7 separate regions of the Mus musculus genome follow, and regions 2, 3, 4, 5, 6 and 7 are each linked to region 1. The links are chromatin contacts, called in public Hi-C and promoter capture Hi-C maps. All regions are on one chromosome and are shown on one strand. Each heading gives the region's core, a stretch centred on a gene start, on an enhancer-like site or on the middle of the called end of the contact. The rest is flanking DNA. Distances are from core to core; before and after follow the strand shown. Region 1 holds the start of Skp1 (S-phase kinase-associated protein 1). Region 2 holds the start of Maml1 (mastermind like transcriptional coactivator 1). Region 3 holds the start of Canx (calnexin). Region 4 has its middle 6.1 kb from the start of Hnrnph1. Region 5 holds the start of P4ha2 (procollagen-proline, 2-oxoglutarate 4-dioxygenase (proline 4-hydroxylase), alpha II polypeptide). Region 6 holds the start of Pdlim4 (PDZ and LIM domain 4). Region 7 holds the start of Rufy1 (RUN and FYVE domain containing 1).

Region 1 (2,537 bases), core at 26-2,525:
ATAAAATTATTTTAAAAGACCACCCCGTATTTCCTTGAAATAATTCACAATAAATAAAGATGTGCTTAGTCATAGTCAAATTTAGGTATTAGGTTACTTGCAAGGGAGCCAGGATCTTATTAAATGACAGGGAGGCAATCGGTTAATCTGTAATTCAACGCACTCTGTAATCCTAGACTTCACTTTTGTTGTTGTGTTGGAATTAAGTGCAAAATTTTTAAGTAATAATGTATGAGGTTTCGATTTGATATGCTTTCAAAAAACCCTTCTTCAGTTCTCTAAGCTCCTAGACTTGGAAATTAATCATCCAAGTCTAGCATGAGAATTCTAGTATACCAGACTTTAAAAACAAACCTGTTTTAAGTGACTCGAAATTCTGACACTTGTTACTACACTGCAGGACGGAAGAGACTGCATTGTTCTATGCCACAATACAGTCTACTGTAACATTCTGCTGAAAAACTGAGTCTCCAAACCTGAGGACTCCGTGAAAAAGTGAACCAGAAGGCAGGTTTTAGCACTATCCCTTAAAAAACCCAAACACCTCAGGTTTTAGCGTCAAATGCCACACACCTCAGACGACAGTGTCTATTACAGTAACAAGTTCAGAGACTGCAGAACGTGACAAAACGCAAAGAAACATTGGGAGTCTGTTACCTGCATATTCGGTGGTTAAAAAGGTGAGACCAATAAGGAGCTAATTGACGCCAGATACAGGAGAAAAGGGAGGGAGCCAAGAATCAAATGGCAACGACAGCCACCACCTGGAACGGCCCAGGACCCCTACTCAAAGCCTCGCTGCCCACCCGGCCTGGAGCGCGGAGCAGCAAGCCTGTCGCTAAGGCAGGCCCGGTACGAAGCCTGGGCCTTCCAGTCGCGTTTGGGGCCGACTGACGTCGCCTGCAAAGCGGCAGGCCTGCCACAGGGCTCGACTCTCTTCCCTGAGCGAGCGCCGAAAGGATGGGAGACCCTTGAAGGCCTGACTCGGCCTCCTCGTGCCTCCCGCGGTCCGGGGGTCTGCAACGGGCCGCACGGCGCCTCAGGATACGAGGCCAGGTCGCCTCGCCGCCTCGTGCACTCCACAGCCAACGCGAGGCTCCCACCCAGCCCCTCCCTCGAGGAACGTGTCCGGCTCGCGGGTTGCTACTCACGGTGCTCCGTCTCAAGACCGCAGGCCCGAGGCTGCCGGACAGAGTTCACAACCACAACGAAGTATCGAGAACAAGGCCACTCGAGCGGCGCCGCGCGGCGTCGCCTTTTATAGCAGCGGGACGCAGGCGCCGAGGACCCCGAGCCCGTGACGTCACACAGCCGGCCGGGCTGGCCGTTGAGATCGCCTGACGGCAGTCGAAACACAGGCGGCAGACCCTGAGCGCCGCAGAGGTCTCCTGGAGAGGTGCTGAGCGGCGGCGGGTGGAGGGGTGGCTGGGCAAGAGAGGGACGTCCTCCTTACTCCGCTGGCCTAAACAGCGCCATGCTCTCCTTCAAAGCGGACTCCGGCACCGGCTGGGAAACCATCTCGACCCGAAGGGTCTTTCAGGCATGGGCTGTCTTAAACGGCTTGAAAGACCCCAGTCCTGGAAAAGCCTGGAAACAACAAACCGCAAAACCGGTTGTGGGTGTGTGTTTTCCTTAAAGGAGTCGCCTCAGCCTGACCACCGTTACTCTCCTAATAACCTAAGGAAATAGAATTGAGTTTGCTGACCAGGGGTTCAGGAGTTGAACCTTCTCTACTGATACTGAATTAAATATATATATATATATACATGTATGCCATGTTGAGACAAAGGTGTTTCTTTAACCTAGGCGGCTTAGAATTCTTAAATACTCCTGACATGGTACACCTGCTTATTTGATTTTTAAAGTTTTATTTTCTTTGCATTTTAAGACGGGACCCTGTTTGGCACAGAGTAGCTGTAAATTCAGTATGTTGACCAGGTTGGTCTAAAATTCATGATCTCCTTCCACCTGCGCTGGGGTCACAGGCATTTTCACCACATATATACTTGCCTGAAACTCTTGTTGTTTTGTTTTGAGACAGGGTCTTACTATATAAGGCTTGGAGCTCGCTATTTAAACTCAGATCTGTCTGCCTCCCAATAGCCAGCTTGGAGATTCGAGGCTAGGACCACCCTGTTGGCTAATCTTCACCTTTATTTCCTACCTTTGAACTTTGAAGAGGCTTCCAGGCCCCCAAATAGCCATTGTTGGAGTGAAGCGCCAAGCCTGGAGAGAGTCAATGTGAATGTAGCATGGAGGTTACATTCTTTGGGTAACCATGCTCTAGGCCAATCTGTGAGGCCAGTGCTGGGGATCCATCCAGCAATGAACGGGGACAGTCAGGCTCAACCTGAACAGGCTATGCTGTACAGGCGGCTCAAAGAAGGCTGTGATAAGGTCGCTAGAATGAAACAGCTTTGAAGTAAAGGGAGAGGCCTGAAAGCACCCATCTGGCCTCAGCCCAGCCAGGAAGAGGGCAATTGCCTGCCCTGCCCTGCCCTGCCCTGCTGTGTCTAGGGAGCATCACTAGCCCCACC
Region 2 (2,537 bases), core at 26-2,525, 1.9 Mb after region 1:
ACCTTGCACTTCTAACTGGGCGTAATGGTGTGATCAGAAGCAGAGGCAGGCCAGCCTCAGACAATATATTTGAGGGCAATCTGGGGTACCTGACACTACAGTTTAATGGTGGGCTGGAGAGTTGGCTCAGCAGCTAAGTACCCCACTGCTCTGCCAGAGGTCCTGAATTCCCAGCAACCACATGGTGGCTCATAATCATCAGTAATGGGATCCGATGCCCTCTTCTAGTGTGTATGTGAAGACAGCTGCAGCGTACTCATGAGGTCCTGGGTTCAGTCCTTCATCACTGCATACAAAAGCTGCTGGTTTCACTTGAGTGCTGATTGTAATGCTTGGCACTGGGAAGAAGCAGTGCTCACTTATCTTTGCCACTCCCGCCACCAAAAACTTAGAATTCCTTTTTCTTATTTTAACTCCATGTGTATAAAAACACTTGGCTGTTAGCTTTTTTTCTTTGTGATTTTAAAAATAAAACTTTAATGAACTCTAGTAAGAGGTTAAAGGGTGACATGTTTGAGTGGCTCGTGAGGTCTTCTATTGCAAAGCCTCCCAGCATCTCCTATGGCAGTTTGGGTGTCAGTAACCATCCAGAACATTTTTTGGTCCTTTCCTGGCTTTTTACCTTCGCTCACTTGCTTGCTAGTGGCATCACTGGAACCCAGTGCTTTGGATTGGATTTTGAGTGACTCAATTTTATATATCAGTCGGTTTTTAAGTGTATGCCCCTGTAGATCTAAATAACTCCAGTCCCCAGTATTGAGGCTCTTTCCCACCCTCACCCCTCCAAGTAATGAGCTATTGCTCACAGTACCAGTCAGTGATAACTATCTCTACTAGGTCGCTCAAGCTCAAAACAATTCTGATCAATTACGTGGCTGTATGTAAAGAATGAGGTCGGAAATGGCTGACCTCGAAATAGTGTGGGTGGACTAAAAAGATAGACAGCTTTGGACATCTGGGTCTTAAGGCTTCCACCTCACTCAGACTTAACCCGCGTTCCTCACGAACCCGGAAGGGACTGCTTTCAGGGGGCGGTGTTCAGAAAACGTGGCTCTTCTTGGATAGGTTCCCGTCAGTCACAGTTCACTCTCCCGCACTGAGCCCGCCTCGGGCTTCCCTCCTCGCCAGAGTGTTCAGTTTAAATACCCGAAAATTCCTGACGTGCTTGTCCCCCACGCCCTCGGGCAGCGGGTTTCCTTTGATTGGCTAGAGCTTCGGTCCATCAGCAGTGACGCAGAGTTCGCCGGCCCAGGCCCCGCCCTCTTCCGAAAGCCCCGAAAACAATTTTAAGATGGCGGCGGCAGCGGCGCGGAAAACAATGGGGCAGGGGTATAGCGGACAGGCCGAAGCCTGAGGCGGGCGGTGTTCCCCGGCCTGGAATCGGGCCGAGCGGGGCCGGAGGAAGACCCGCCGCCGCGCCCGAGCCCGCTCCACAGCCCGGCCGGACATGGCGCGGGCGTGAGGCGGATCCGGGCCGTCAGAAGCGGAGGAACCCGAAGTGGCAGCCGGCGCCGGGAGGCCCGGGCCCGGCCAGTGCCGCCCGCGGCCCATGGTGCTACCCACCTGCCCCATGGCGGAGTTCGCGCTGCCGCGGCACAGCGCGGTCATGGAGCGCCTCCGCCGGCGCATCGAACTGTGCCGGCGCCACCACAGCACCTGTGAGGCCCGCTACGAGGCTGTGTCTCCCGAGCGCCTGGAGCTCGAGCGCCAGCACACCTTTGCCCTGCACCAGCGCTGCATCCAGGCCAAGGCCAAGCGCGCCGGCAAGCACCGGCAGCCGCCGGCCGCCGCCACGGCCCCGGTTGCCGCTCCGGCCCCCGCCTCGGCCCCGGCGGCCGCGCGCCTGGACGCAGCGGACGGCCCGGAGCACGGCCGCCCGGTCGCGGTGAGTAAGGCTGGCGCCTGCCACAGCAATACTCACTCCCGAAAACGCCTCTTCCGGCGCGGATCGGGCCTTGGGGAAACTTTCCCGAGCGCCCCCATTTCTTAGTCTGGGTCCTGGGAGGTGGCTAACATGGCAGGGCGCTTGTCATCTTCCAGAAGTGGCACTGCGGTGTACTTTGGGAAAACGTCCCCTTGAGGACTTGAGTGAAATCGGGGCTGGAAAAGCAGGAGGTTAGTTGCTGGTAGGCTTTTCTCCTAAACTTAATTTCCAATTGATGAGAACTTCGTCTTGGAGCAGACCCGCGTTGGAGTTGCCTAGGATGTAGGGCGTTCTTGCACCGTAGGCCTGGCCTCGCTTAGTCTGCAGATGTTGATTGGATCTTTGCTTCGTGGAGGTTAGTTAGGGCTTTAATATGGAAATAAGTCTCCCTTCAGTTGACAGTATCCCGCGGTTTCGGAATGGAAAATTGAAAAGTCTTTGGAAGCTTCGGTAAACGGAGTTGCTTAAAAGGCATTCGTTTTCCCCCAACCCCCGCAAAAGGGAACTTTGGAATTTGTGAACGCCTGATTCCTGCTATATTATTGACAGTTCCAAAATTAACCTACTAAGCCTGTTAAAAACCTCTGATAATATTAATAGTTGTTGAACGGGG
Region 3 (2,537 bases), core at 27-2,526, 1.9 Mb after region 1:
CCCCCAAATACCTGAGAGTCACTTTTTTGCTCTTCTGTACAATTTTCTCATCTCAAGAACTTCCTTCCAACTCCACCTACAGAAAATTTGCATATCTATGAGGTCCAGTTCAAGTCTTTGTCAGTTTAGACAGAAAAGTTCTGCCTCAACTCCTCTACTCCTTCAGTACTGACATATTTTAACACCTCTCTGCAGAAGTCGATTTTTTGGCTTTCTTAAATTCAAGGCCATCTTGGGTAACACAAGCCAGAACTCAACCTAAGTAAATTTAGAATTTTTTTTTAAATTATGTGTACTGCCTGTGCCAAGCTGGCTTCAAATTTTCATTTTGAACATGCTCTTTATAAGGCAAATAAGGAAAGCAATTTCTCTTCTTTAAAATTAGGGAGAGAGAATTGGCGGTTACTAAATTGACCCAAACATCAAATCCTTACTGCCTTTCTCTTGGGGTGGCAGGAACAAAGCTCGTTTCACATGTAGAAAAACCTGCTGTTTCTTTCCACATTATTCAAAGCTTTGGGTCACCAAATACAACCCGAGGCGATCAGGATTCTCAAGGATCTAGCCAAATCCTTAGCCACTTCAATCTTACAGCGTTATCAGCATATTGAAAAACGAGTGGGTTATGAAAAGGCTATTTTAAATCTGCACATGGCATCACCCTTTTCCTCAACTCTGTCGCTTAGGTATGTCTGATTTTAACGACTAAAATCAGGAAACAGCACGGGCACATGGGAAAGTGACTCCATGTGGCTTGATTGTGAATCTAGGTAGTGTTTTGTTAGGTAAAGAGGTCTCAGGCTCCTGAGCTCAGGGCGATGACTCCGCAGGAAAGGCGGTGTCTGCTACCCAGAGGGATTTCACTCACTGCGCAAGCACACCGCCCGACCTCTCACCATTTGTGATGAAGGCCATAGGTCCCAGGCGGGGTTGGGACAGAGTTCCTAACTCAATGGGTCGGAAAGCCGTCTTCTGGATGTCCAACACACCCGCCCTGAGGGACTAGGGCGACCCACGCGAGAACGCGTGCCAGATCCGTCCGCCCTCCGCGGCGCGCGCCCGCCCGTTTGGTGACGGCCCGCCTTCCTCCTTCATACCCAATCAGCAACCACTTCCTGCCTCGCTATTGACCAATCACCACGCTCCACGAAGAATAGCCCTAGGGGGCGTATGGGAAGGCGCTTCGAGCGATGGCTGTATCTACCAATAAATTCTTAGATCTTGCGCAAAGGGGCGGGATCTGACGTTCGTTTTAGCCACTCAGGAACGAGGGGCGGACGCGGGGTTGGGCTTCGTGCGGTGGGGCTCGCTCGCGCGGCGGCCGTAGCCGAGGCCTCTTAGTTCTGCGGCACGTGACGGTCGGGCCGCCTCTGCCGCTGTCTCCACTGCAGCACGGGGCCGGGTGTGCGGGTGGGAGAAGGTGAGGGAGCCGCCAGTGGTCCCCGGGAGGCTCGAGGTGAGACGGGAAGCGTGTGCGGGGATCTCAGGCCCGGGACGAGCCTTGGGGGACTGGGCGAGCGGCGCCGTGGCGGAGGGGGTCGGGCGTGGCTGTAGGCTCGACGACTGAGGGGTCGGGCGGGCTTTCGAATGGCGCAGGCCTGGGCGGACGCGCAGGGCAGTGAGGAGAGCGGCCGGGTTAGAGAGGCTAGCCTGGGCAGCGCCGCCGGGGTCGGGAGGCGTGGCAGGTGTCCTGGGGTTTCCCTTGACCTCTGAGAAAGCTAACAACTTCCTACGGCTTTGCTTCTAGAGCTTTCTTAGGCCCTGGCCAGGCCCACCCAGAGGTGGGCTGAGTAATCCGGTACAGGTGTGGTATTAGAATTCGGCCTAGTAGGTAGCCCAAATAGCAGGGAAAGGTGAAGTAAATCCAGAGATAAGCGTTACAGATTAGAAAATAACTTGCCCAAAGGGAAGACTGGACCATAGCATCCTGATGAGGGAGTAGAATGTACTAGAACGTGTACCGCTTGAGAAACTTAAGGCTTAACTATTAAAGCACCTGCCTATTCGGTGGTGGATAGATAGTAATCCAGTGTGGGTGTTCACAGGACCTTAAGAGCAGGAGATACAAGCGAAAGTTCAGTTAGTGAGGGGAGGAAACTGAGGCCTAGAAGTTTGAAATGACTGGCCCAAGGTCATACAGGTAGTTCTAGTCATCCAGTTGGGATTGTAACTGAGCACTAGACCGTTTGGGTTAAAAGTCCTGGTTCAAGCACCTAACTGCAATTAATCGGGGGAGTGGGAATTTGGGAGATTTTTTTTTTCTACTTTAGGGCTCAGTCCCCAGGAGTAGACAGAATGACTGATGGGCCTTGTATTGAATTCCGAGGGAATGGGAATGAGAAATTGGATGTGTAGTAAAGGTTCAGTGGGTAGGAATCGAACTGGCTTCTTGAAATCCGAATGCCTTGGTCATTACACTGATACACTAATGTTTATATTGAAGGCCTGTGTGCCAAGACCTGAGGACACATTGATGACACTTTGTGTATTAACTGCTGGTCATGACACTAGTGATTGCATTGCTAGTTGTGTGAAGT
Region 4 (2,537 bases), core at 16-2,515, 1.9 Mb after region 1:
TTGTTTTAATGTATGAAAAGCTTCAAAGCAGGGTATGATCACACAGGAATTTAATGCCAGCAGTTGAAAGACGGGGTGGGGGTGGGGGGATTTCTGTGAGTTCAAGGCCAGCTGGTTTACAAAGTGAGTTCTAGGACAGTCAGGGCAACAGAGAAATCCTGTCTCTGAGGAGAAAAAAAAAAAGAAAGTAGAGAAGCCAAAGGTTCTCAGAATGTATGTTTAGTACATTTTGATGCTATTAATTACATGAAGATATATTTTAAAAATTCTTTGCTTGAGCTAGAGTGCTAGGATTAAAGGTGTGTGCCCTCAGGCTCAGCAGCAGGAATTGCGGAAACCTGAAGAAAAGTGGGTGTAGTACTCAGGTTCCTGAAATACACAGAATTGCACACATACATGGAAACAGATACCTGAGCAAGTAGCCTAAAGTGTTCTCATAGACTATCCTTCCATAGTGGGGACACAAACGGATTTCTCTTGTTCTTCTCAGTATTTGTAACTGCCATAATGCTGAACGCTCAGTTACTTATGGATCTAAATTTTTAGCAAATAGTCCTAGTAGCACTCTGGAGGCAGAGGCAGGAGGACCACAAGTTTGAGACCAGCCTGATCCTAAGAGGGAGTTCTGTAGTTTCATGGGGACATGGAGAGACTCTGTCTCAAAAACAAACAAACAAAAAAAATTGGGGGCTAGAGAAATGACTTAGAGATGAAGGGCACTGCCCAGAGGATCTGGCTTTAATTCCCAGCACCCACATGGCAGCTCACAATTGTCAACTCCAGCTCCAGGGGACTCAATAGACCTGCCTACATACAGGCAAACACCAGTGCACTGAAAATAATTAAAAAAAAAAAAAAATTGGATGGATGGATGGATGGATGGATGGATTATAGGATTTTAAAATTCAGAGTTGTAAGGATTATCAGAACACTGAGTGGAAAGGGAACCGAGGGTTCAGTTCAGTGGGAGAGCGTTTACCTAGCTTGTCACGGATTCTATCCCCAGCAAGGCTAAAATATTAAAGGAGCAGCAGCACCAGGGCTTGAAGCTCCCTCCTTCCCCCGCAGGGTCTGCTCAGATGACAGTTTCTCAAAGCTTCCGTGACCTAGGAAGAGCAGCGGGAGAGCAAGGTGGGTTCCCGTGGGGCTCGCCCTGCCACCCCCTTGGTCTAAATGGAATAGTTCTCCCTCCCAATGCCAGGCGATGGCTGGCAACCATTTTAAACTGGTCAATGAGAATCGGTGTGGGAAGACATCTCACAGCTCCGGCCCTGATCCTCGCCCGCTACCGTCAAGGTCTGCGGTTTTGCGCCCTCTTCAGTTCACTCGGCGTCTTCCTTTAAAAGAAAAAAAAAAAAAGTCTTTGTTTCGAATTATTTGGCTTTTGTATGTTTTTCTTTGTTTTGGTTTTTTTTGGGGGGTGTGTGGGGTGGGGGGAGTATTAGCAATGACACCCCTCTAGAGCCTTGCCAGCTTAGGCAGATGCTCTAAGCTGCACCCCTAGCCCAACTAACAGATTTTGAATCTTGTGGAAAGTGGTCCTGGCTTCCTAACGCCTCAGCCAAGGTCACTCCCTGCAATTAAGTCTCAAGCTGTGTATAAAATGTACTGAGGGCTAATATTCTTTAAAAGAATATTTTAAAAGGGATAAAATATACATAACACAAAGCCATTTTTAGCAGTTTGTTCTGTGGGGTCATGTGGCACACAAGGCCGTCATGGCTCCCGGGTAGCTGAGGAGGACCCTGAGCCCCACAGTTGATCCTGCCTGTTTCATACACCCGGCCAGTTTTGTCCACTACTGCTGACTAGCCCAGGCCTTCATGAATGCCAGGCAACACACTCCTCGACATTCCCAGGCCCGTTTTTAACCCTTCCCTTTCCTTCGTGGTTTTTTGTTTTGTTTTGTTTTGTTTTGTTTTGTTTTGTTGATTTTTCGAGACAGGGTTTCTCCGTGTAGCCCTGGCTGCCCTGGAGCTCACTTTGTAGACCAGGCTGGCCTCGAATTCAGAAATCCGCCTGCCTCTGCCTCCGGAGTGCTGGGTCCTTCGTGTATTTTTAAACAATCGTTTTAATTTATGTGTATGAGTGCTTTGCCTACATCTGTGCCTGGTGCCCACGGAAGCCAGAAGAGGGCATTGGATCCCCTAGGAGCTACAGACAGTTATGAGCAGCCTTGTGGGGGCTAGGAATGGAACCTGGGTCCCCTGGAAGAGCCTTCTGTGCTCTGAATCCTGGAGCCATCTCTCCTGCCCTCTTGTTTTTGTTTTTTTGAGACTAGGTCTCAGCATGTTTCTCTTCTGACTGGCCTGAAAATTACAGAGATCCTTCTACCTCTGCCTCCTGAGCTAGGGTTAAGGGCTTGTTACCCAGAAACCATTCTATTTGTTTGTTTTGGGTTTTTTGGTTTTTGGTTTTTGGTTTTTTTGGGACAGGGTTTCTCTGTGTAGCCCTGGCTGTCCTGGAACTCACTCTGTAGACCAGGCTGGCCTCGAACTCAGAAATCTGCCTGCCTCTCTCTGCCTTCTGAGTGCTGA
Region 5 (2,537 bases), core at 13-2,512, 1.9 Mb before region 1:
TGTGTGGCCCAGTCAGGGAAGCCACGTCGCAAGGATGGAGTGAGTTGGCTGGAGGCCTTTCCCCAATGATTCTCTTGTACTGAGACTCCTTAGCGCGTTGAGAGCACAGCAGAGTTGCTGTAGGGGGCAATTCAATGATCTCCTTCAGCATAGTAAATGACACATTAGAATACAGATGACAGGAAGACCCACCTGTACTTCCCAGTAAAATCCTGCGACAGAAGTACCCAGACCCATGCTCACCTTGCAAGGGCTCAGTGGACTTTCCTCATGCAGATCTCTCACTGCTTGTGGGTGGGGCCCTTGGACAGCTATTCCCTAAAGCGGCCCTTTTCCGTTACCTTGATTCCACTACTGTACCACAGACGTGATACTGGCCCAAGCTTGCGGCCACTCAGGGTGATTCCTCAGTCCAGGTTCCTAAGTGACCAATCCAGTTTACCGGAGCCTCCCACCCCAGCCCATGTCTCCTGCCCGGAAGCATCCAGACATCTACCAAGTCCACACAGCCCAAACTCCACACTAACTCAGTACTTACCTTGCTGATGCTCTGGACCTGAACTTTCTGAGTCTTCCCTTCTGCCTGCCTCAGTCCTTGAAAGTCTCCAGGCACAGAGAATGCTCTATTTGTTGAATCAGTCAGCCAATCGCCACCGGTCTCTGAAACTGCTCAGGGAAAACATCAGAGGTTCGACAAGGATGTCTTCTGACAGATAGGAGGAGAGTTTCTGATTTAAGAGCCCATAAAACTGGCAGCGACCAAGCTGGTCCTTGCCAGGGTTGGGAGCCAGGGGTCTTCCTCATCCTAAGCAGCGCCGCCTTCGGGGCCAGGCGGGCGCCTCCGCCTTAGATCGGGGGGCGACCCCGGGGTCAGGTCGCCCCTTCCCGGGAGCCCGCCAAGTGTCCTGTCCGGCCCGGCCTAACAGTACCGGCAGGAAGGGCACCGCTGACCTCACCGCCCTAACCCTGGGAAGGGACGCGGGCGGGACAGGAACCCAGGCGGGTGCAGAATCAGGGCGCCGGACGCGGGGCACGGGGCTGAGGGACCCCGGATCCAGCTCCCGGCTCCGCGCAGAGCAGAACGCACCGCCCGGCCACCGGGACCCGAGCCCAGCCCGGCGACGACCCTGCGGACCCGCGCTCACCTGAACACGCGCAGAAGCCGGCGTTTCCAGAACCTCCCGCGGCGTCGCCCCGGCGCTCTCGGCTCCGCCCTCGTCACAGTCTCCGCCCGCTTGAGCCTCCGCCACGTCCCCACCTCCCGCCCCCCGGGCCCGCCCGGGCCTGGCTCCGAGCCACTGGAGCCTTCGGGAAGGCCCGAGCCGCCACGCGCTGCACGTATGCGATGCACACCTCCTTGCGCCGCGTGGGACCGGCACCAGGGGCGGCGCCCCCATCCCAGCCTGCTCCAGCCCTCTGTGGTCCCACCACCCCCACATCCATTACCACCGGCAAATTGCAGGAGGCTGGCGTCACTAAGATCGGGAATTGAGTATCCTGGGAGGGGAGTGGAGGGAGGGAAAAGACAAGGGTCTGAGATGTCAGCGCACCTCATCTCTCCAGATGACCCATCTCCAAAGCCTAACTGCTTCTCTGAGGGGCTCAGGCTAGCCAGGCTTCGGCTCTTCTGTAAATGTGAGAAGTTGGCGTAGCCTGGAGCATCTCATCCTAGGGCCAACCTATGGCTTATAACACAGGCCAATGAGATTGGACACCTCAACCAGCTCTGTCTGAGACACACACAGTCAAGAAGACAGGGAAGCAACCGACCTCGATCTGAACTGAAGGATGCTCTGGCAGCTGAGCAGGTTCCCACGCCTGCCCTGTAAGCTTGCTTCTCCATGAATGAGGGGAAGCAGTCTGAGAATCTCATCAGGGAGCAGAGCCCAGAACGGAGATGCCCGGCCTGTGGGACTGTGCCTGGAGTTTGGTGTGGATTTCCCTATAATGGCATGGACCAGGCAGACGGCCCAGACTAGGAAAGACAGACACACAGAAACAACTCAGAAAATACTACCTGGCCACTTGTCCGTGTCTGTGGCAGCTACCAGCCAAGAGCCCAGTTGAAACCATGCACAAACCTTTCTGCATCTGCTATGCCACAGAAAGTACAGTTTGCCCAGATCCTCAGATCCTCCCCATGCCCGCCCACTTCTCTGTCCGGAGTGGTCCTCCTCCTCCTCCTCCTCCTCCTCCTCCTCCTCCTCCTCCTCCTCCTCCTCCTCCTCCCCCTCTCCACAGGATCTTTCCCATTGGCCTATAAATACCTTCAATCCATGGCTATGGAAACATAACCCTCACCCCACTCTACCACCCACTGTGCATCTCTCCTTGGCCAACCAAGCAAGCAAAGTCCATCTTCTTGGCCTATCTCTCAGACCTTCTAGCTCCACAACAGCCCCCAACAGTTACTGTATTATGTTTATTGCTTTACCGTTGTTAAATCACCCTTACATGGTGTATGCTCTTTTTTATTTTTTTTTAAATTATCTTTAATCTTTTTTTTTTTTACAGTCCAGTTGTTATCCCCCATCCAT
Region 6 (2,537 bases), core at 23-2,522, 1.8 Mb before region 1:
AGGACATCCCGGCCTGGGACCTCCTACTTGGTACCTCTCAAGCGGCCTGGGATCTCCTACTTGGTACCTCTCAAGTTGTCCTACTCTTTGTCACCAGGAAGACATCAGGACAGACACCCCTACATTGTAGCTCTCTGACAGTTCTTCTCTTTTCCAGATGTAGGAGATTCAGTGGTCCCTCTCATCTCTTACCCTGTGAGCATCAGCATCACACACACACAGTCCGAGTCACTCACGTGTCACATGTCACAACAGGGTAAGAGAGAACACAGGGTTGCCAAGAATATTGACTAACTAGGATCTTGCCTCCTCTGGGTATGGAGAAGCAATTGATGGCTGATGTGGTCAGACTGAGGTACCCAGAGAGTAGTCTGGCCAAACCATTGTACCTCCAGAAGCTGTTAAAGGACATCCGGGCACACAGTGGTTGGAAGTGAAGACTTGGGGAAGAGAGGAGCCCTGGAGAGTGGGGTGGGGGCGAGCTCCAAATACTTCTGCTCCTCCACTGGGAGACAGGCACTGCTCCAGCCTGCTCTCCTTTCCAGAAAGCTAAGAGATACAACACCCCTGGCAGACAAGATGACCTGAAGGGAGATGGAAACAAGACAAGGCCCAAGAAGCCGAGGGTGGGGGGTGGGGTACCTGGAAAAAAAAAACATGCGCCTTGCTTCTAGATGCCAGAAAAAGGTCAACTCCTCTAGGAGATCAGCTTTGCCTTTGCAAACTAGTTTGGGCACCTTTCTATTTCTACTGCACCCACGCCCCCCGTAGCCCACCAAATAGATCCATGGCCTGCTGCTGTCTTGGGTCTGTGTCCCTAGTCCAGGGCTTCTCAAGCCCAAGGTTCTAAGTGTGCCGGTGTTCAGAGGGTTCCATGCGCTGAAAGGTGGGGAGGCAGGTTGGCCCGCCAGAACGTGGAAGTGGTTTGGGAACAAGGCACGGCCCCATCCCCCATCAGAGCCACCGCAGTCCTGCATCCCTCCCCGGGCTAGAGCACCGGCCCGTAAAAGCGACTTCAAAGGGCCGGTGCCTAGTGTCTGAGTTTCCACAGCCTGCTCGGCTCCTCAGCCAGGCAGAACTCAGACATCCAAGCGGACCCTATTCTGGGGGCTTCAATAAGCGGGTGGGGGGTGCGGGGTTTAGCCTGGGAAAGTGAGGGGCGGGTCCTCGGAGCCCCCAAAGTGGGAGGGTCGGGAGTCCGCGGGACCAATCGGTGTGCGCGCGGGGCGCGGGCACGAACGGAGGGGGGATCGGGGGCGGGCAGCCCGGGGGCGGGGCGCGGCGGCCAGGCGGCGGCAACAGCGGCGGCGACTCCTCCGTGTCCGGCTCCAGCTCTGGCTGCAGCTCCGGCCCGCGATGACCCACTCGGTGACCCTGCGCGGCCCTTCACCCTGGGGCTTCCGCCTGGTGGGCGGCCGGGACTTCAGTGCTCCCCTCACCATCTCGCGGGTGAGTCCGACCCCCGCGGGGCAGCGGGGTAGTCCCGGGGCTTAGACCTTGTCCTTGTAGTAGACCCAGGACCCAGATCCTCGACGTGTCGAAAGCTTGAAAGCAGAGTGTTGGTCTTGGTGACCCACATAATGTGAAGGGGGGTTCCAGCAGGGCAACACAGTCCCACCCCGCTTCCCGCACAGCCTGCCTGCCCCGTTTGGTGGTGAGAATCCCCAAGAGTTCATACACCAACTTCCCGCTGCTAAGTTTCTTTAGGGGAAGTTGCTGTGGGCCAGGGAAGAACCCTCAGACATGGGCCAGGAGTCTGGACAGCTCTACAGAGGCCCAGAAACTCCTCAGATCCAACCCTGCCTGAAGTTTTGGGGCAAAGTAACTGAAAACCCACTTCCCCTGTTAAAGGTCCGGGTGGCCTTAGGAGGGTCTTGCTGTCCTCGGAAGTCCACCCACTTCCCCACTCTGAACTTCAGTTTCTCCTCTCTGGCCTCAGTCACTCTGGGGGAAGTGACCAAGAGGGACTGTTAGCTTCCAGGCAAGGGGGAGACAATGAGGCATGGTTCCCCCTCCTTACAAACCAACACAAAGCCATGGACCAGGACAGCCTCAGCCCAGTTCCCCACGGGTCCCAGGATCATACCCTGCTCCTAGATCTAAGGCAGAGGCAAAGAGGAGGGGGCACAGCCCTGGAGAGGGAGTTGGTCTGAAGATAGAGCAGGGAGGAGCTCCGGCCTGAGGCAGGGATTCCCCAGCCTTGGAGCCAAAAGAGAAGAGAACCCAGGCTCTGCCCTTAGTGGCTCTGGGTCCAGAAGGAGGGGACAGATGTGGACATCCCTTCACCCCACAGAGGCTGCTTGAGTCTTTGGGGAAGTGTGTCGGGGGACTGGAGAACCACTTTGCTGCTTCTTCTGGCCCTGAAGGCTGGGCTAAGCTTTCGAGATTTCTTTTTCAGTTCTTGGGAAGAGGTAGTCACTGGGTGGGTGTGGAATTGTGGAATCCTCTATATGGGGGCCTGGGTGACAGGCAGGACCAGCTGTCCTAGGAGGCTTCCAACATCTGTCTTTACCACTAGGTCCCTGGGGCCAAGTGAG
Region 7 (2,537 bases), core at 11-2,510, 1.8 Mb after region 1:
AGTAAGAAAATAGGCTGAATAACCACATATCTGTAGGGTGACTTATCCAAGCCAGAGTTGGAAAGCAGAGACAATAATCACAAGGTACGTTGTGTGCTGCGTTTCCTTATCACTTAGGAATGAGGTTGGTTCAATTCCTATCAACTTAATTAATAGCAGAATACAGAGCTCATTTCCAGACCACCACTGCTGACCTTGCCTGCTAGGCTGTCATTCAGATTCATTTGATTTGAAAGAAAAAGCCCCACCACCACACACACACCTCTGACTCATCTGTCCTAATTTCTTTGGCAGCCCTTTTACAGCCTGTTCTGAAGAAAGCTGCCGAAAAATATGAAGTCGAAAATATTAGACATGAGTTGGCATGGTAAGGCACACATAAAATCCCCATACTCACTTGACAGAGGCAGGGGGATCACCAGTTCAAGGCCAGTGCTCTATTACTGAGTTCTAGGCCAGCCGGAGCTACAGACTGAAATTCTGACTGGGAACATAGCTCTGCTAGTTCTGCTAGTAGAGTGCCTGCCTAGCATGGTGTGGGGTCAGAAGCACTTGGGAGATGGAGACAGGAGGATCACAAATTCAACGGTCCTGTTGGTTATGTGTGTTGGGGGTTGGGTGAAGCTCAGTGGTAGAGGTCTTGATTAGCATGTATGAGATACGAAGTACAATTCCCAGAACTGCCATGCCGCGCGCGCGCGCACGCGCGCGCGCACACACACACACACACCCCAGAAAAAAGTAGTTAAGCACACCCCTGCCAAGTGGCCTACTGGGGGTGATGGGGACTGCGTTGTTGAGACAGGGTTTCTCTGTGTAACTCTGGCTGTCCTGGAACTCACTCCGTTGACTCTGCTGTCCTCAGCGATATTGCCTGCCTATGCCTCCCTGATGCTGGGATTAAATGCTTGTCCCACCACCACTTGGCTACATGGCCTGTTTTAATGTCTCCCTTGTGTGGGGGAAAGAAACAACAATAACAACAACAAATAAAAATCCAACAGTGAGATTTTGATTCAAAGGGGGAAAAGGCATGTGAAATGAAAGTTTAAAAGAGGAAGTTGTGTCGCAAAACGTTAAAATAAGGCGCATTCCCGGGGTGGGAAGTAGAAAGTCCAAAAGTAACTTCCAAGTGCTCCGGGCTGGGAATCACCTACGGTTAGGAATCGTACTTTCCCGAATGCTATACAAGGAAAGCAAGCCCAGGTGAGAGCGAGCAAGGCCGCAGCGGCTTAAGGTCGTCGGTCCAGGGCAGCGGCGGGTCACGTGACCTAACAACATGGCCGCCCGCGGAGAATGCCGCCGGGCGGGGCAGGATTCGGAGCCGGAGCCGGAGCGGGAGCCGGAGTCCGAGCCGGGGCCGGAGCCTGAGCCCCAAGCAGGCCTAGAGTCCGGGGAAGCGTTCGAGATCGTGGACCGGAGCCAGCTGCCGAGTCCCGGCGAGCTGCGGAGTGCGTCGCGGCCTCGAGTGGCCGACAGCTGGTCGGCGCCCATCCTGACGCTGGCGCGCAGAGCCACCGGGAACCTGTCGGCGAGCTGCGGCAGCGCGCTGCGCGCGGCCGCGGGGCTGGGAGACGGCGGCGGCGGCGGGGAGCGCGCAGGTAGGCCGGGGTCCCGCGGGCCGGGGCTGCTCCCGGGCTGGGGAAACCTGACCGGCCGGACGAGCTGCTCCGCGGAGCTGTGCCGCGCGGCGCGGCACGGGGCTCTGCAATTGGTGTCACCCACCGGGCCAGGGTGACTGCGGCCCGGGACTCCCCTCCCACCTTGTTTGTCTTTGTGAACCTCAGAGCAGCTGCGTCGTGATCACGGATTGACTTTAAATAGGAGGTTTACATTAGAGGCTTAGACGGAAAATCACCAGTGTTCGTATTTTGCATACTTGACAAATGAAGTCCGGTGCTGGTCCCCAGTTAACAATCTCGGCAGCCAGCCGGTTTGCACCTGCGGCTGAGGTTGACAGCGTATTCCAAAGTTGGTGAGAGCAGCGAGTCAGAGTCAGGAGGTTTTAGTTCCCTTTATTCTCCCGCCACTAACCCCCAACCCCACCCCCCGTGGGACGAAGACTTCCCATCACCTGTCCTACTCGCGTTTCCCAGTCTATAAAAACGGGGATTAAAAAAAAAATTAATCAGCTACGTTGAATAATCCAATTCAGCTGTTATGATCTAGATTAGAATTTCAGCATACCAATAAAGAACAAAAGTAAATTATTATTTGTTTTTTATAGCTGGGCTTGGTGATTCGGGTGCATACTTCCTGCACATGTTAATGTACGTGCTCAGAACTGCGCTAATTATAATCCATTGGTGTTTCTGAACATATCTAAAATTAAAATATAAAGGATAGCCAAGGGCGTTGTGGTGCTCGCCTTTAAGACCCGCACTTAGGAGGTAAAGGCTTGTGGAGCTCTGAGAGTTTGAGACCCACCTGGTGTACACAGTGAGCCCCTGCCTCTAAATAAATAAACAGACAAATAAATAAATAACCACGTTTCACTTGGCCTGGTCACTTACTGTGAATGGACCATGCAGACTTCA

The links. Promoter capture Hi-C pulls out the DNA fragments that hold promoters and counts their contacts. Hi-C and Micro-C count contacts between places; a contact is called where the count stands out from the background.
Region 2: a contact with region 1 is called in a promoter capture Hi-C map of pre-B cells, with 4 times the contacts expected there. The contact joins the promoter of Maml1 here to the promoter of Skp1 in region 1. A contact is called at or near these places in 4 of 39 promoter capture datasets (the C10 cell line, hippocampal neurons, liver and 1 more) and 1 of 115 datasets of contacts at active chromatin or transcription factors (astrocytes).
Region 3: a promoter capture Hi-C map of pre-B cells shows a contact between it and region 1, with 3 times the contacts expected there. The contact joins the promoter of Canx here to the promoter of Skp1 in region 1.
Region 4: a contact with region 1 is called in a promoter capture Hi-C map of pre-B cells, with 4 times the contacts expected there. The contact joins the enhancer-like site here to the promoter of Skp1 in region 1. A contact is called at or near these places in 3 of 39 promoter capture datasets (liver and pre-B cells) and 1 of 9 other capture datasets (adipose tissue).
Region 5: a promoter capture Hi-C map of second pharyngeal arch cranial neural crest shows a contact between it and region 1. The contact joins the promoter of P4ha2 here to the promoter of Skp1 in region 1. A contact is called at or near these places in 4 of 39 promoter capture datasets (the 3T3-L1 cell line, hippocampal neurons, liver and 1 more).
Region 6: a promoter capture Hi-C map of embryonic stem cells shows a contact between it and region 1, with 13 times the contacts expected there. The contact joins the promoter of Pdlim4 here to the promoter of Skp1 in region 1. A contact is called at or near these places in 2 of 39 promoter capture datasets (embryonic stem cells and hippocampal neurons).
Region 7: a Hi-C map of B cells shows a contact between it and region 1, with 5 read pairs. The contact joins the promoter of Rufy1 here to the promoter of Skp1 in region 1. A contact is called at or near these places in 1 of 39 promoter capture datasets (pre-B cells) and 1 of 484 Hi-C or Micro-C datasets (B cells).

What each region holds. Positions count from the first base shown.
Region 1 is chr11:52,230,733-52,233,269 of GRCm38.p6, reverse strand. Skp1 (S-phase kinase-associated protein 1) reads right to left here and starts at 1,275. Exons shown (of 6, transcript NM_011543.4): 1 at 1,152-1,275.
Region 2 is chr11:50,291,074-50,293,610 of GRCm38.p6, reverse strand. Maml1 (mastermind like transcriptional coactivator 1) reads left to right here and starts at 1,275. Exons shown (of 5, transcript NM_175334.3): 1 at 1,275-1,885. The coding sequence starts at 1,550.
Region 3 is chr11:50,324,412-50,326,948 of GRCm38.p6, reverse strand. Canx (calnexin) reads left to right here and starts at 1,276. Exons shown (of 15, transcript NM_007597.3): 1 at 1,276-1,456. Gm46280 (a long non-coding RNA gene) reads right to left here and starts at 1,197. Exons shown (of 2, transcript XR_001780205.2): 1 at 897-1,197; 2 at 1-76.
Region 4 is chr11:50,370,264-50,372,800 of GRCm38.p6, reverse strand. No RefSeq gene overlaps it. Among named protein-coding and RNA genes, the nearest start is that of Hnrnph1, 6.1 kb to the left of the region's middle. Within about 2 kb of position 1,265, at least 159 of the 459 cell types and tissues checked have an H3K27ac peak or open chromatin away from gene starts, as enhancers often do. A contact at or near this core is called in adipose tissue, liver and pre-B cells, where this site is marked.
Region 5 is chr11:54,099,649-54,102,185 of GRCm38.p6, reverse strand. It overlaps P4ha2 (procollagen-proline, 2-oxoglutarate 4-dioxygenase (proline 4-hydroxylase), alpha II polypeptide), which reads right to left and starts at 1,262. Exons shown (of 16, transcript NM_001136076.2): 1 at 1,146-1,262; 2 at 539-666.
Region 6 is chr11:54,067,752-54,070,288 of GRCm38.p6, reverse strand. It overlaps Pdlim4 (PDZ and LIM domain 4), which reads left to right and starts at 1,272. Exons shown (of 7, transcript NM_019417.3): 1 at 1,272-1,449. The coding sequence starts at 1,357.
Region 7 is chr11:50,429,848-50,432,384 of GRCm38.p6, reverse strand. It overlaps Rufy1 (RUN and FYVE domain containing 1), which reads left to right and starts at 1,260. Exons shown (of 18, transcript NM_172557.3): 1 at 1,260-1,601. The coding sequence starts at 1,280.